2 separate regions of the Mus musculus genome follow, and region 2 is linked to region 1. The links are chromatin contacts, called in public Hi-C maps. All regions are on one chromosome and are shown on one strand. The core of a region is the stretch at or near the end of the contact, and the rest is flanking DNA. Distances in the headings are between cores, read along the strand shown.

Evidence for each region. A called contact is a pair of places that touch in the nucleus more often than the background predicts.
Region 2: a Hi-C map of bone marrow-derived macrophages shows a contact between it and region 1, with 38 read pairs. The contact joins the enhancer-like site here to the promoter of Tincr in region 1. A contact is called at or near these places in 1 of 39 promoter capture datasets (the 3T3-L1 cell line), 7 of 15 datasets of contacts at CTCF or cohesin (CD8 T cells, the G1E-ER4 cell line, the NIH/3T3 cell line and 4 more), 33 of 484 Hi-C or Micro-C datasets (the AML12 cell line, the AtT-20 cell line, the C2C12 cell line and 20 more), 16 of 115 datasets of contacts at active chromatin or transcription factors (DN3 thymocytes, the HPC-7 cell line, T-cell acute lymphoblastic leukemia and 11 more) and 4 of 9 other capture datasets (adipose tissue, embryonic stem cells, liver and 1 more).

What each region holds. Positions count from the first base shown.
Region 1 is chr17:56,549,725-56,557,387 of GRCm38.p6, reverse strand. It overlaps Tincr (predicted gene, 20219), which reads left to right and starts at 3,001. Exons shown (of 4, transcript NR_130128.1): 1 at 3,001-3,270; 2 at 3,826-3,939; 3 at 4,392-4,700; 4 at 5,399-5,974.
Region 2 is chr17:56,439,599-56,447,261 of GRCm38.p6, reverse strand. The region is part of intron 6 of Ptprs (protein tyrosine phosphatase, receptor type, S); the gene reads left to right. Among named protein-coding and RNA genes, the nearest start is that of Mir6977, 25 kb to the right of the region's middle. Within about 2 kb of position 4,326, at least 15 of the 459 cell types and tissues checked have an H3K27ac peak or open chromatin away from gene starts, as enhancers often do. A contact at or near this core is called in bone marrow-derived macrophages, where this site is marked.

The sequences.
Region 1 (7,663 bases), core at 1,752-4,251:
GCTGCCATCAGCCTTGGTCTTCCACAGTTGCCTAGAACATACCACCCTGTCAGACACAAAAGCCTTGATCCCTCCAAAGAGCCAGGGCAGCGAACCCGTGGACCACAGCCACCTTGCTTATTTCTGCTTTAGTGAGAAATGGGCTGGCACTGACAGTGGCTCAGGTGGTCACCATGGCCTCCACCTGCTGCAGCCCTATGGCCCCAGCCCTCACAGTGACCAATGGGTACCCACGAGTGTGGTGGGTGACACTCAAGAGCTTCATCTGTGAGTGCTGGGTAGGGCCGTGCAGACCTGGTCTTGATGGTGAAGCCAGCCACCCACTCACTATCATTGCTAGGACTCAGTTTTCCTGTGTCCTGCAGGTTGAACGTTAGACGCTCAGCAGGTGTATCAATGCCCTGGTCTGACTAGATCTGGAACCAGAAGGCTGTTCTGAGAAGGCAGGCCATTCCACCCTCGGAAGCCCAGTGGTCAAGACTGATTTTGTTTTGTTTTGTTTTTGTTTTTCCAGACAGGGTTCCTCTGTATAGCCCTGGCTGTCCTGGAACTCACTTTGTAGACCAGGCTGGCCTCGAACTCAGAAATCCGCCTGCCTCTGCCTCCCAGAGGTATTAAAGTGTGCCACCACTGCCCGACTAAGACTGATTGTTCTTCCTCAAATGAAACATCTTTGAAGGGGGAAGAGATCCTGCCCTGAATCTTGTAATTTTCCTACTTTGGCCTCTTGAGTGCTGGGATCAAAAATGTGTGTCAGGCTGGTGAGATGGCTCAGTGGGTAAGAGCACTGACTGCTCTTCTGAAGGATCTGAGTTCAAATCCCAGCAACCACATGGTGGCTCACAACCATCTGTAATGAAATCTGGTGTGCCTAAAGACAGCTACAGTGTATGATAATAAATGAATCTTTGGGCCACAACGAGCGGGGCCAGAGCAAGCAGAGGTGCTGAGTTCAATTCCCAGCAATCACATGATGGCACAAGCATCTGTCACAACCATCTGTATAGCTACAGTGTACTCCTATACATAAAATAAATAAATCTTTAGAAAAAAATGTGTGTTGCCACAGAACCACTGCGCAGGATCCTGTCCATCGTTCTCCAGCAGAGAAGTATAAAAACAGACTATTTGGTAACCATTTTATTGTATTCTAGTCTCAGCCTGTGAAACACCAAGCTTTTCTTTTTTACATTTACAAGAACATTATCCAGGAGGTGATAATGCATGCCTTCAATCCCAGCACTCAGGAGGCCGAGGCAGGCAGAACTCTTTGAGTTTGAGACCAGTTTGGTCGACAGAGTTCCAGGTCAGCCAGGGCTACACAAAGAAACCTTGTCTCCAAAACAAAAAGAATTTCATGGAGGCTGGGGGTGAGGCTCCCTGGTAGAGCCCCGCCTAAAATCTTCCCATTGAGGGGCTGGGATGTGACCAGGGATAGAGCCCTGCCTAAAATTCTCCAGTAAGGGCAGGGAGCGTGGTCAGGGGAGGCCTTTCCTTGTCAAATGCCCACCCTCGGTTTCCATTTTTAGTTTTACATGAAGGATGTACCATTTTTCATAAACCTGTTAAGTTGTCTATCCATTTTTCTATCTTATTGTTGGTTTCCAGAAGCTTTTTACGTACGGTGGAAGTCAGTCTTTTTTGTCTATTTTGACTATTGGAAATTTTCAATGGCTTTGTTGCAGTTTTCATGTGTGAAGTGTTTGTGTGTAGGTGTTTTATATTTGCATGTTGTCAGTTATTAATCTTTCAATTAAAGGCTCCCTTTACAGATACTTACTGAACTGTGTGGGTGGTGAATGTGGGCAAATGGGACAATTAATGTCACCCTACACAGCACACTGAGATATATTTTTTCCTATATATTCTCTTACCTGTCTTTTTTGGGAGTAACAGGGGTCATGATCTCTCTTTGATAAAGCTGACCTCACAGGAATCTGCCTGCCTCTGCCTCCCAAATGCTGGGATTAAAGGTTTGCACCACCAAGATGTCACTGGGCTAAATTTTTAGAACGTTCAGTTTGTTTTTCTTTGCGGAGTCAAAGTTAACACCTAGAATGTTCTCTCAGCATTCCCATTCCTGGGTAAGTGTAAGTCAGGGCCTTGTAACAACAATGTCTTTTTACAAGACCCCAGTAGACAGGCAGAGACACTGAGGTAAGGGGAGGAGAGGCTGTGGCAGGAGATGACAGGGTTAGAGGCCACACAGTGACTACTGCATTGTTGCTGGTGACAAATGCCCAGAGTTTGTGTGTCAGAGGCCAAGTGCAGAGGACAAACTGCTCTATCCAGTGGGGCAGTGAGAGCATCGGGGAGGGAAAAGGCGTGCTTTCGGAAGTGTGCTGGAGAGGCGGCTGGCTCCCAGAAATGGCTGTAAGGATCGGGAGGCTGGAACTCGCTTCTCTCCTCATCAAGCACTTGCTGAACTGAGTGGGTGGTGAATGTGGGCAACTGGGAATGTTGAACTCTTACCCATCCCCTGGAGCCCCACCTCCAGTGCACGTGAACTTCCAGGCCAAACCTAGACGTCTGTCTCCCCTACTTAGACCCTGTTCCTAACTTGATGGCCATAGAGGGCAAAGGCCCAAGATTGAGGTTTCTTTGGAGCCCACAGACACAAAACAAGTACAGATACAGATTAGGGAGGAAGTTCTAGAGTGTTCCCTGGAATAATAAATAAATGGGTGGGTGGGTTACACTGCCTTCCTTGCCACCCTTCTCTCCTCCTCACTTCTGCTTCAAAAGCAGGACCCAACTCCACTCCTCCAATACACCAGGCTCTCCATCCTGCCACAGTGCTTTCGTATAGCTGCGTTCTTTGCCCCAGGGCCTTTGATGTATGCTGTGCACAGGAGAAATGTTTGTCATGGAGGCCTGGGCTGGGCCAGCCAATGTCACCACCCCTGTGGGCTGCTGCTGTAGCAGGGCGTGCCTAGGAGGGGTGGAGGCAGGTGGCTCAGCCGGTCTAGCAGGTGCTGACCTGCGAGAGAGTCTCAGGCTGGCAATGGCCATGGAGGAGCTGCGGCGAGGGCTGTCCCGCTGGAAGCGCTACCACATCAAGGTACACCTAGCCGACGAGGCATTGCTACTGCCACTGACCGTGCGGCCCCGAGACACACTGAGTGACCTGCGCGCACAGCTAGTGGGCCAGGGTGTAAGCTCTTGGCGCAGAACCTTCTACTACAACTCTAGGCCTCTGCCTGACCATCAGACAGTTCGCGAAGCTCGCCTGCAGGACGGCTCAGTATTACTTCTGCTCAGCGACACCAGGTGACCAGGGATCTAGGCTGGGACTTGGGCTAGAACCTGGTAGGATCTTGAGCTCTGGCTTATGGAGGTTGGCCCAGTGGGATGGTGATGGCTTGGGGACATGGTGAGAAAGACCTCTGTGACCGTGCCTGCTTCCTCTCGGCTCCATTAGCTATGTCGATATGTGGTGTGAGCTCCAGCGGTGGCTCTGAGGACTCCCTGCCCTCATTTCTGTGTATCTGGCTCTGGCTCAGCACGTCTCTCTGTATCTGTGTCCTGGTCTCTGTCTCTCTCTGCACACCGCCCCTATCTGTTTCTTCATGTCTCCGAGTGTCTCCATCTCTCTCTCAGTTTCTGTCCACTCATCTAAGAGGTCGGTGGGATGAGCAGCCCTGGGCCACTACTGCACTCCCCATCCCAAGCCCGTCACACCTTGTGTCTACACTGGCCTCAGTGTCTCTAGTGGGGCCCGGCTGTATAGTGCATCACCACCAGTATGAAGACACTTCAGAGCGATCCTGGACTAGCTGGAAAGACTTTAGTCGTCACCGCTTGTCTTTATGTTCACCCCCTCAGGTAGGAAATGGAGGAGATGGAGCGATGATTTTAGGGACACAAGATGCTGGCTGAAGGAGCAAACTGGCCCAGGCACCACATCTCTCTCTTCCTGGGAGTCCAGTCGTACTTCAGGTAAGCCATTCATGGGAGGCCTGAGAGATGGTGGGGAAACTGAGGGCCTCATGAGGTGGGCACATTAGCCTTATCCTTCCATCTCCTCTGTTGGCTCAGCACTGGTGTCCCCATCTGTGTGACTTTGAGAAGTTCTCTACTCTCCTCTGGACTCTTTACTTTGATGCAGACATAAACTGACTGTGCTTTGTGGGCTTGGGTCCACAAGAGCTCTGCCTGCAATTCCTGTAACAGACACCAGGACAAACGGAGCAGCTTTGCCTGCAATTCCTGTGGTGTCCACCAGGGGGATCCTAGCACTGTGCCTGCTACAGAAGGGCCTCAGGATTGTGGGCAACCACTGCACTCCCTTCCAAGCCCAGATCCAGGCTATTTGGAGAAGGGAAAAAGGGCCATTAGCTTGGAAACTGCTGGTTGACATCCCTGGGCCCACATGTCCCTTGCTGATCCAGGTGCTGGGCTTCCAGAGAGATGCCAACTCCCCAGCCCTGCTGATGCCCACTGCCTCTGGTGTTCCTGATGGTGACTTCTGACATTGTCGTCCAGCCCTCCATCCCCCCAACCCCGGCAAGGAACCTTCTGGTTGCTCTGTGGCCTTAGGACCCTCCCTTGGGAGCCTCTGCTGCCTGGATCGACCTCTGTCCATCCCCAGAGCACAGCCTCCTCGGGGAAGCTCAACAGGCACACTTCCTTCTTTGGAGGACCCACGGGGCTCCAGCTACGAACAGAACAGGAGGACACTCTGATCCAGGGGGGTCTTGGTGAGCCCATAGGTGTGCAAAGTGGTCTGAGTATTTCAGCACGTGCTGTGGGGGCTCTACTCCACAGCTCCAGTGTTGGGTGCTATGTGACCCTGCCCCCCATTGTCCCTGTTTCCCCCCACCCCTTCATGTGCTGGGGGACTACACTGTGAGCCCAGAAGGAAATAATGTTTTAATTAAGAGTTGTACAGGCTGCAGGAGGCAGAGCAGGGCAGCTGGGAACTGAACCATGGTCTTTGGAATCAGGGTTGCTAGACATTCGCAACTATGCAGGCCTTGGGGGTGTGGGTCCCTCTCTGCCTCCCCAGTCTCCTTCTAGATCCACCAGGCTGTTGTTCAGCTGTGGGGGAAGCTGCTGGCCCTCTGGGAGAGCTGCTGGGGAGTGGAGGGGAGGCTGGTATTGAGGGGCGAGAGAAAGCATTTTGACATTTAACAAACCTTATGCAAATTGCATGCAAATTACATGCAAATCACTATTCATTTCTTCAGGCGGACAGCCTTAGCGTGTTCAGAAATAATAATGTAGGGCCTGTTCCTTGGTCCCAGTCCTGGCGGTCTTCCCTCCCTGCCCTCCTCCCTCTCTCCCTCCCTCCCTCCCTCTCTCTTTCCCTCCTACCCTTCCCATCTTTGATCCAAGGCCGCCTAGCCCTGAAGTGGATGTAAACAGCCCAATTGGCTGCCTTCATTCTGTTTTCTAGATCAGAGAACCAAGGCCTGAGGTCCCAAAGCCACAATGTGGAGAGCATGTGACCTCTCTCCAACAGTCATCAGAAGCCAACATGAACAGAACCTGTGACCCACAAAGAAAAGGTGACATGAGGAGGCTCCAGGCCTGTGATAGCTTGCAACAGCACAGGGGAATTGTGGTGCTGAAGGCCAGGCTGCTGAGTGTGAGCCCCCCACAAGCTCACCCTGTTCCTTATGTCCTGAGATCTCCCTGAATTCCTGCCACAGGACCATCAGTTTTTTTTTTTTCCCACTCCACCTTCTTTTTGTTTTTTATAGACTCCTATTTATTCTACCTTCAGTGCCCCATTTATACACAGCCATTCCTGATACTCCAGTGATAGCCTCCAGTGTCCTCCGGGTCCCTGCTATGCCAGCACTATGCTCCTGTCCTAGGCCTGAGTCATGAGCCCAGGTTAGGTAGGAGGCTCATTCCATCTCTGTGAACTCACTTCAGGAGACCCAAGGTCATGTTCCTACTCCGGGCTCTAGGTGCAGAGGTGCCATTTTGAATGTGTTATCAAATAAAGACTGACAACAAAGCAGGATCCTGCTGTGACCTGGCTTCCTTCTCTGTACTGTCCTCCCCCACGGTCCCCACTCCGGGGAACCAGCCAGCTGCCCATTCTCCCTCCAGGGCCTGGCAGGTTTCAGGCCCCACCCAGCCAGCAAGTTTCAGGTGAGACTTGGCAGCTTCTCCAGTCTCACTGAGGCCTATGGCATCCAGGGAGGGGCCCGCCCACGCTGGGTCCCAACAGTCAGAAGCAGCAAGGATGGGGGTGAGGATCGCGCAGGTGCTCCTTCTGCAGTTTGGCCCACTTGGCCAAGCACTAGCAGGGCTCTGTGCCATTTGCTTGAGACCCAACCCAACTGGGCTTTTTGAAGGACCCAGCCAGAGGCCACAGAGGGGACGACCTCCCTGTGATTTTCCTGAAGATCTTCTGTGTCTGGCGTCATCTGTGCAGAGTGTGGTCATCGGTGGAGGCCTGCCGGGAATCCCCCGGTGAGGGAGTGGGGCATGGTCAGGGGTGGAGTCCCTTCTTGGAGGTCACACCCATACCTCCTTGAGGGACTGTAGGGGGAGTCTAACACTGATTGACACCCACCCACCCTAAACCTCATCTACTCTGAGCTGAGATCTCACTGCCCTTCCCACACTGAGACTGTTTTGGGGGCCGTAGGACCTTGGCACAGTTCACTTTGCCCTCTAACCTGCCCCCAGCCCCACCTTTCCCTCCCCTCCCCCACTTTATTTTTTTAGCTTTCACTTTTGTTTGTCTTTTTGAGGCAGAGTGGTCATGCTTTAGCTCAGGGAAACCTTAAACTGACAACAGTTCTCCTGCCTCAAGATCCTTTCACCCTTCAATTTCAAAAATACTTCTTTGGGGAGGTTCCCAAATGATTCATGTTCTCTTAGTTTAAAAAATTGTTTGAGTGAAAGTCTCAGCTGGCCTGGAACTTGAGATTTAGACCAGGCTGGCCTTGAACTCACAGAGATTCTCTACCTCTGCCTGTGGAATCTGGGATTAAAGGCTTAGCTACCACATGGCTGTAATTTTTCTTTTTCTTTTTTTTTAACTTACATTTATGTATGTATGTATGTATGTATGTATGTATGTATGTATGTATGTATGTATGTGTGTATGTATTACGCTGTAATTTATTCATAGCCTGTTTCCCTGCAGCTGGAGCTGGCATTCAGTAACCAGGTAGCAGGCATGTGGGGTACACAGCCCTACCCCCATTCTGCCTCTGTCACTGTGGCCCCAGGATGCCCTGCTTTCATTGAGTCAAAATCCTCAGCGCCCAGCTTCCTGTTCTGTGATAAATGGGGAGAACTCAGAATTAGTCACTGATTGGATGACCGAGAGCCCAGAACAGCATCTGTCTGCACAGGGAGTTGATGGAGTCACACAGAGCTCTGCAGAGAAGTAACTTCCCCACTGGGCTTTTGTGTCCTCACAGAATCTGGACACTGCTGAGTGTTGGGGGACATCGGTCAGAGGTCAGTCTGGGTTATAAGAATTTAGTGGCAAGGATAGAACAGTGCTGTGACCACCCTCATTTTGCAAGGACTTGCCTAACTCCTGAGTTTAAGATTCTGAACAGGGTGGGCTGGTCAGATGGCTCAGCGGTTAAGTGCACTGACTGCTCTTCCAAAGGTCCTGAGTTCAAACCCCAGCAACCACATGGTGACTCACAACCACCCATAATTAGATCTGATGCCCTCTTCTGGA
Region 2 (7,663 bases), core at 3,077-5,576, 110 kb after region 1:
TCCCGAGCAGGAAGGCCCTGACCCCATCCAAGGGGTCATTGGAATGACAGTCACCACACCGTGGGCCATGGGACTCTGAGGGTTGCACTGATGGCAGCATGGGTGGAAACAGAGTGGGGTGGGAGGCCAGTCTCGGGCCTACAGGGCTGGGGGAGCCTGAGGGCCACCGCCCCCCCACCACGTCCCCACCCCCAAGTTGGCTTGTGTGGTGTCTGTGTCTCCTGTGTCCTGCTGGCTTTGCTTTTTCTGAACCCGTGGCCTCGTGGCTCCCTGCTTCCCTACCTGGTCCATTGTCTCTAGCGAAGACTGTGGGGAATGGGGTTTCCGAGCTATCCTCCCATCCAGCATCCCAAAACCCAATGCTCGATCTAGAAGGAATATACCCAGGCTGTAAAAGGCCAGGGCCACAGCTTGCACGCCCGTGTGCCTGTGACTCAATGGCAGGACATGCCTCCTAGTCCTGGGGACCCCAAATAGGTCTCAGAATCCCAGACTTAACTCAGCTGTGGTTGGAAGCCTGGGGTTCTTGATGGCTGCCTCCCATGCCTCCAGCCCCAGGAGGGTTCCTGCAGGACCCTTGGTGTACCCTCCTCCTCTGTATCCCATGGACATACTGGGAACCCCCGTCTGCTTATCTCAGTTGACCTGCTCACCTTCCTCCCCAGCCTCAGTTTTCCTGAAGCACCCCTGATCTTCATCCCTCTCTACCCAGGGAGGCCGGCAAGCTGCCCCTCTCTCTCTCCAGCCCTAACCTTCCCCAGCCCCTAGTTAATTCCTCTGGGTCCTGGCCTGTGGGTTTTACATCTTGGCTTCAAGCAGGAGGCCTCGTGGAGGGAGGGTATGAGAGGGTGGGAGGTGGGCCAGTGTGATCTTCTGCCACCATGGCGCCCTGGTGAGTTGCAGTCCCTGCAGGACTCCAGCGACCGACCGGCCTTCATCTAACTTGTGTGTTTCTTTGTGGACACCGGGGATGGGGGGTTGTGAGTCTGACAGGGCTCAGGAGAGAGGGGACAGCAGGGATGGAGTAGGGGAGGGGGGAATCCCTTAGCAAGGGTGAGAGGAGGGTGGAAGGCCCTGTGTGTTCCGGCCCACCCCTGCCTGGGGGCCGCAGGTGAGGGTCGGGAGAGTTGGCTCTGCTGGCTGCGCCCAGCGCTGATGGAGGAAAGGGCAGGAGGTTTATGTTCTTTTTCTTTTTTGATTTTAATTTTTTTAATTTTTTTGGTTTAAAGAAAAAAAGCAAACGATTGCAGCTTTAGCCGTGGGAAGTCCTCTTTTTACTCTCTGTATCTCCCCTATTTTTTCTCTTCTCCCCATGTCATTGTGCGCATCAAACCCCCTTTACATCCCTCAGAGCTTCGAGAAGGTTGGTGTGGCTTTTTTCTTTTTTACTTTCTTTACCCACATTTTTACATTCTGAAAAAAAAAAAAAGAGAACAAAAAAACACTGATACGTGCTCACACACACAAGAAACAGGCAGACACCGCGCAGGACACACGCACACATGCACACAGAAAATGAATAGCAAAACAGATGTAAAGTGGAATCAGGTATCGAGCCTAAAGCAAGCAACCCAGAAAGACACACAGAACCTAATGTCAGCCGCTGGCCAGCGCGGCCGGCCGGCACACGCGATGCTTGCATTGTGGTCGCCTCTGCATCCCTTGGTAATGTTGTTGCTAAGTTTTTTGCACTCCTCGTCGTCATGGTAACTTGGGCCTGATGCATGCTGGGAGAATGTAAAAAAAAAAAATTCTCTGCATGCCACTCTTGTCATTGGTGGATCCCCAGCCTCTGTTGGAGTGTTTGTCTCCTGTTTCATTTTTTTGTTTCTTTTTTTCTTTTTCTTGTTTTCTTTCTTTTTCTTATTTTCTTTCAAAACTTTTTTTATAAGTTTTGTTTTGGGGGATCAATTGGTTCTTCAAACACATTTCTGCTCTGCCTCCCCCCACTGGACACCCTCCCCCACCCCCCCCAAAGCTATGTCTTTGGTTCTGTCTTGTTCTGTGCTGTTTGGGTTTTGGTTTTCTTGGGCTGAGCTGTTGTGGTTGTTACCAAATGCATTGTGAGTTTAAAGCCAGTGTTCCTGTCCCAGCTGTCACCCAGAGGGTGGAAGGGGTCCCACAGCTGGGATGCTGTGACAAAAAGTGACCACTTAGGCATCATATGACCAAGGGCACAAGTGGTGGTGGGGCGCCCAGGTTAACCATGCTTCCTTCTCCATTGCCCTCTACGCACCTGGCAGGAAACAGTCAGCCCCCAAGCCCATTCTCCTGCCTCAGCATATTTCAAACCTTGTCCTCCCAAAGTACACAGCCAGGGTCTGCCAGTGCACCCCCCCAAGTTTCTGCTCAGTATTGGCCAACCTAAAAAGGAGTGGGGTGCCACAGCTCAAGGGTCTCGAGAGCTTGGCAGAAAGGACACAGTGTGGCAGCTGGAAGTGGCTTCATGCAGCTAGGCTTACCTAGCATTGCCTATGGGGTGGGTGAGTGATGTGACAGCCTCTGAGAGAATACCTGGCCAGCAGCAGTGCACCTCCAGGTGCAAGCACAGATGTGCTGTCCCACAATGTGGTCACTTTCTGGGTCTCCTGAGCATCAGGGCTGTGGAACTCCGGAGAAAACCAGGGGCATTTGGGGCGTGGCCTCTCCCCGACTCTCTGCCCTTCCCTCTTTCTAAACGTTCTTTTTTCCTCTCTCTTAGTTCTTGTTCTTTCTGTGTGTCTCTCTCTCTCTCTCTCTCTCTCTCTCTCTCTCTCTCTCTCTCTCTCTCTCTCTCTCTCCTGAGATTCACACATCCACCATCTGCCCTATCCACCTTAAAGAATGGAAACCCCTTTAATTCCCAGTCTGCGCTGCACCTCACTGCTCCAGGGGATAACTGAGAGCCAAGCTCCCCTAGGCAGGTCACCCACCCACAGCCTCCTCTGTACCTTCCCAGTTATTAAACCCAGAGCCTGATCAGGAAAGTTCTCTAGATGCACCAGGAAGGGATACTGTTGCCTCTGCTCTCAGTTGGTATAGAAGTTGCCAGCCTGAGCCACAGGCAGACTCCCAGGTCCCTCCGCAAAGCAGGTGCTGGGGACAGGGAATGCTCACGGACCACCTAACCTTGGAGATCACTCCTGTCCAGGCCTGGGGCACACACTCAACCTTGGCAGGTACTGATTTCCAGGTGTGTGAACTTGGGCTTCTCATTTGACCTCTTACGAGCTCTCAGTCCTCAAGTGAACTGTGAAGTTGACAGCATCACACACCCGGGACAAAGATGATCCTGGGCACCCACATGAATTGAAAAGGGAGGAAGAAAGGGGCCTCTAGCCTTAGGTGGCCGGGTGTCTCCAGTGTCCTCTGTTTAAATGTGGCAGTCTAAGGGACAGTGGTGAGACTTGCTAAGCATACTCTTAGCCCTGAGTTCAGATCCAGAACCACATAAAAATAAAATGGCCTGTGGGGGCTGCAGCCGGTGGGAGCTGGCTCAGAGAGCACCACAGTGCAGAAGTGAATCTGCGAGCCCGCCTGGATCATTTGTTCTTTATTGGTGTTTTTCTGAGGCCTATCCTCTGGAGACAGGTGGCTCCTCTGGGGCCAGTGATGTCATTTTCCCCCTTGTGGTTTTTGCTGAGGAAGTCCTGGGGCCCAAGAGAGGCAGATGAGGGCACCCTGGAGCGCTAAGGCCCCCTTGGCACACAAGAACCCACCAGGCGAGCAGGCCTGTGAGATCTACAGTGACATGGAAACTCCCTCACTGCAAAGTCAGCAGCCCTAGAAACAGACAGACAGACAGACAGCCCCGGCTGCCCCCCCAACTAGCAGGCTCAGCTTTTGAGGAAGCCCCAAGAGCTGCACTACCCTTGACCTTTGGGGACTCAGAGCCTGATAGAAGGTTGTTTTTAAATGTACATTCTGCCCCTGTCTGGGATTTCCTGAGGGAAGCCGGTGCCAGGAGACAGCCAGATGATGTCATTGAAGGCTCTTCACATTTTTCCTCGTCAGTAGTTTAAAGCTACAAGCCTTTTAAGAGGTTTGCAGGTTAACCTGCACCAGCGTTGCGGTGTCGGGGATCTGAGCCTCTAATGCTGGCTTCCTATTACCCTGTACAGCCAGCGAGGCCGAGGAGACCCCCAGTCCCTACATGATTTCTGAGCTCAGCATGCTCTCAGACCCTCAGAGGCTGACCTGCTCCTGTCGCCTGGACAGATAGGTTGGCCTTCAGTGACATTTCTGTACCCAAATCCTGGAATTTGTCACCTGACTTATAGGTCCCCCATTCTCATGTCCCCAGAATGGGAACTGTGAGAGATCTGGAGCCTGGAACTGCTCTCACTTCCCCAGATGCTCTGTGGGATCTGTTGCTCAGCTCCCCTTCCCATTGGCTGTGCCCTTGACAGAACACGAACTCCCCATCACCCTGTCCTGTACTGAAGGAGAGGGTCTCAGGGCGGGGAGACTCCAGTGGGGTCTGGTGGAAGTGGGGAGGGCATCCCACAGGAACACTGAGCACTGACTGACATGTCGCCTGCTGCCTGCCTCACCCTCTGCATCTGTGTCCCTTGTGGGCCGGGTCGGTCAGGACATTAGATTACACCTGGTCCTTGGGAGAAGCCACAGTCTCCCATGGCCACAGTGTCGGATGGGGGTGGGGAAAACAAATTGGCAAGAAGGTAAGGGGAATCAAAGAGGGAGACAGGGCTCCCCCTCACAGACACATGGAATGCTGGGAAATGACTGTGGGCTACAGACCCAACAGCCTGCCAAGACCACTTGCTTAGCTGCCCCGGCCAGGGCTTGGGGCCCTCTGGGCCTTCATATGGCAGCTTCCTGGCCAAGGGAGCCAGGGGTGGAACTGGAGGCAGGCGGGAGGGGAAGGGACGGGGGAATAGGCTTTGAGCTTGGGCCTCTGCCTGCCCCCTGTGACAGGTGTAATCTAAAAACCTTACTCAACTCCCACCCCAGAGGCTGCACAAGTCCTTGGCACATCCCCACCCCAGCTCGCATCTACATACTCATTTTGGAGTTTAGAGAACCAGCCACATTTTTCTCTCACTCCAAAATGCCCAGCAGAGTCCCGCCCCCCATCTGCGGCTTGCTTGATCCTTAGTTGTGCAACACTGTTGGGACCCTTTACCTAGCGCTTCAACCAGGCCACCTCACATTTTGAGTTTTTTCCCCACTCACCCCTCCTGCCCTCCCTACCTACCCCTCACCCTTAAACCCCCACATTGAAGTTTTGGTTTCTGCCTCTTCCTGCTTGGGGGAGGGGCTGTCTCCTAGTTCTGATGCTTTTTCAGTTGGTTTGATTTTTTTGGTTTTTTTTTTTTTTTTGGCCATGTGAATCGGGGTTTGAAGCGACCATCCCCTCCTAACCTGCCACCACCATCCCCCACCCCTGCCACCCAACCCTCCTGACCCCACTCACCCACTTGGGTTCCCCCTGCTGGGACCCTCCCCGGCTACTCGGTGACCAGAAGAGCTGGGGACCAGAGCCAGCTGGAGCGTGCCGAGGACCAAGGCTGGTGTTGCCCCTTATAACCCGCCTGGACCCTCCTTTCAGGTCGGTAATTTGGGGCGGGGGTCCCTCGGGGCCTGTCCATCCTGTGGGCTCTGCGCCCACCTTATTTCCTAATGTGCACCTCAAGCCTGCAGCCAAGGGGTGGAGGAACAAAGCGGGTGGGCGACTGCCCAGAAGTGGGCAGAACACAGCATCAGCCGTCACGCCCACTGGCTGGGAGGAGATGACAGCCACCTCCTGCCTGCAGCACCCTCCCCTGCATACTCTGGCAAACCAGCCCACTTCCCACAGGACACAGAAACCAACAAAGAGCCCTGAAGGCCAGTGGGCAACATTTCTTGGATGCCCCAGACACCTTTGCAGCTGATGGGAGCTGACATTGAACTGATTGGGGCTGGCCATTCAACATCAGAACCAATGACCATTGAGATGACATGTGGTCCCACCCAGCATTTCATGAACACAGTCAGCTCTGGATAGAAACTGCATATTCAGGTCACTTGTAGCTTCTTTGTTTTGAAAACTGAGGTCACTTGCACACAGCAGCACCCTTGACGATAAATATAAACTAAAGTTGGGTCAGACATGAGCAGAGCCTGTAGAACCAGATACCTGGTCCTCAGTGACCAAGTGAGCTCTGTAAGCTTTGGGCTCTGTCCCTTTAGTGTTCCACACATTGCACTAGTGGCCTCAGGGTATAGCATGTATGACAATTGCCGGTAAGGCTCAGCTAGGGCCCATGGCTCACATGACTGGGGATGTTCATTCTCTGCATCCCCCGGGAAAGATTAACACATTTAAAAGAACTGAGATGGTGAAAAGGGGACACTCAGCTGTCATTGCTGCTCGCCTGTGATTGGGAGAGTGGCAGGCGTGGCTTTGAGGTTGGCAACTCTTCATTCTCCTTAGCTTCGTCACCTCTCTGGCTGGCTGTGTCCTCTGCTGCAGACTGGACTTATTAGAGGCAGTCAAATGAGGCAGCTCTGTAGCTCAGACCTCCAGGTCACAGAGAGTTACAATGAGTTGGAGGCCAGCCTGGGCTACAGAGCAAGACCCTGTCTCCACAGATAGCTGTTGATTGATAGAGATAGAAGATAGGCAGTGGCTACTGTGGATGAGATGGCAGAGATGAGTGGCTGAGAGGTAACCAGTTGAGTCTTTTGTCACAGAGGGTGTTGGGGGAAGGGGCTGACAACAGTGTTGGCAACACCCTGACTGGGCTGGATATGGACCTAGGCTCTGTCCACTCAGAGCCTGTTCCCTGCAGGTCACTGGATAGCCTGGACTTACATATAAGGAGCCTTGGATCCCAGGCTGAGGGTCTTAGCCTCTAGGTTGTAGTATACAGTACCCCTAGTGAGGTTCAGGGGTATCTAGGGAGACCGTGTTCTGGGTCTGGGTTGGTCTGTCCTGAGGATGCCTTCTCTGGGGGCTTTTACCCCTTGGGTGCCTCACTGTCTAGCCAAGGCCCTTAGTTGCTGGGTAGCAAGGCCAGATGCTGTGTTCTGCTGGCGGGGAGGGGTCCGGGCGTATCCCTGGAACAGCCACAGCCCTCCTCTGTTCAGACCCCGATTTTCAACCCCACGCCCATTCCATGTTTCTCTTCTTGCTTTGAGTGTTGGTTCCTTTCAGGGTGCTTTTGTTTGGCCTTTAAATTTCTGTTTTTGCTTTTTTATTTTTTTTTTTAACTTGTCGCCTCCCCCAACCCCTCCTGGTTTTGGTTTGGACGTCAAATGCCGTTTTCTGTCCTTGATTAATTAGCCTCCACACTCATTCCCACTCATTCTGTTTCCATGACAATGCAGCCTCAGCATCTCCCCCCCCCCCACCCCGCCCAGCCTCGCTGTGGATGCTGGCAGCAGGTGGCTGGCTGGACCCTGGTGCCGCCTCCCCTGCTCCTCACCCTCCACCCAGCCCTGTCGGAACTGTGCTCCCATCTCTGCCCCACGTCCCCTCCAGCCTGCAAGGGCTCACGTTTTCCCTAGCCCTCCCCTCCATCCTGTGCCCTCCATGACTCTGGACGTTTTGTGGGGCTACGTTTTCCGAAGGGCTCCAGCCTGCAGACTTTCACTCCCAGTGGCTCCTCTGTCCCTGTCTTCTATGACTTCCCCCTGGATTCAGGAAACAGCTTGGGGTGTCCACCTAGAAAGCTAG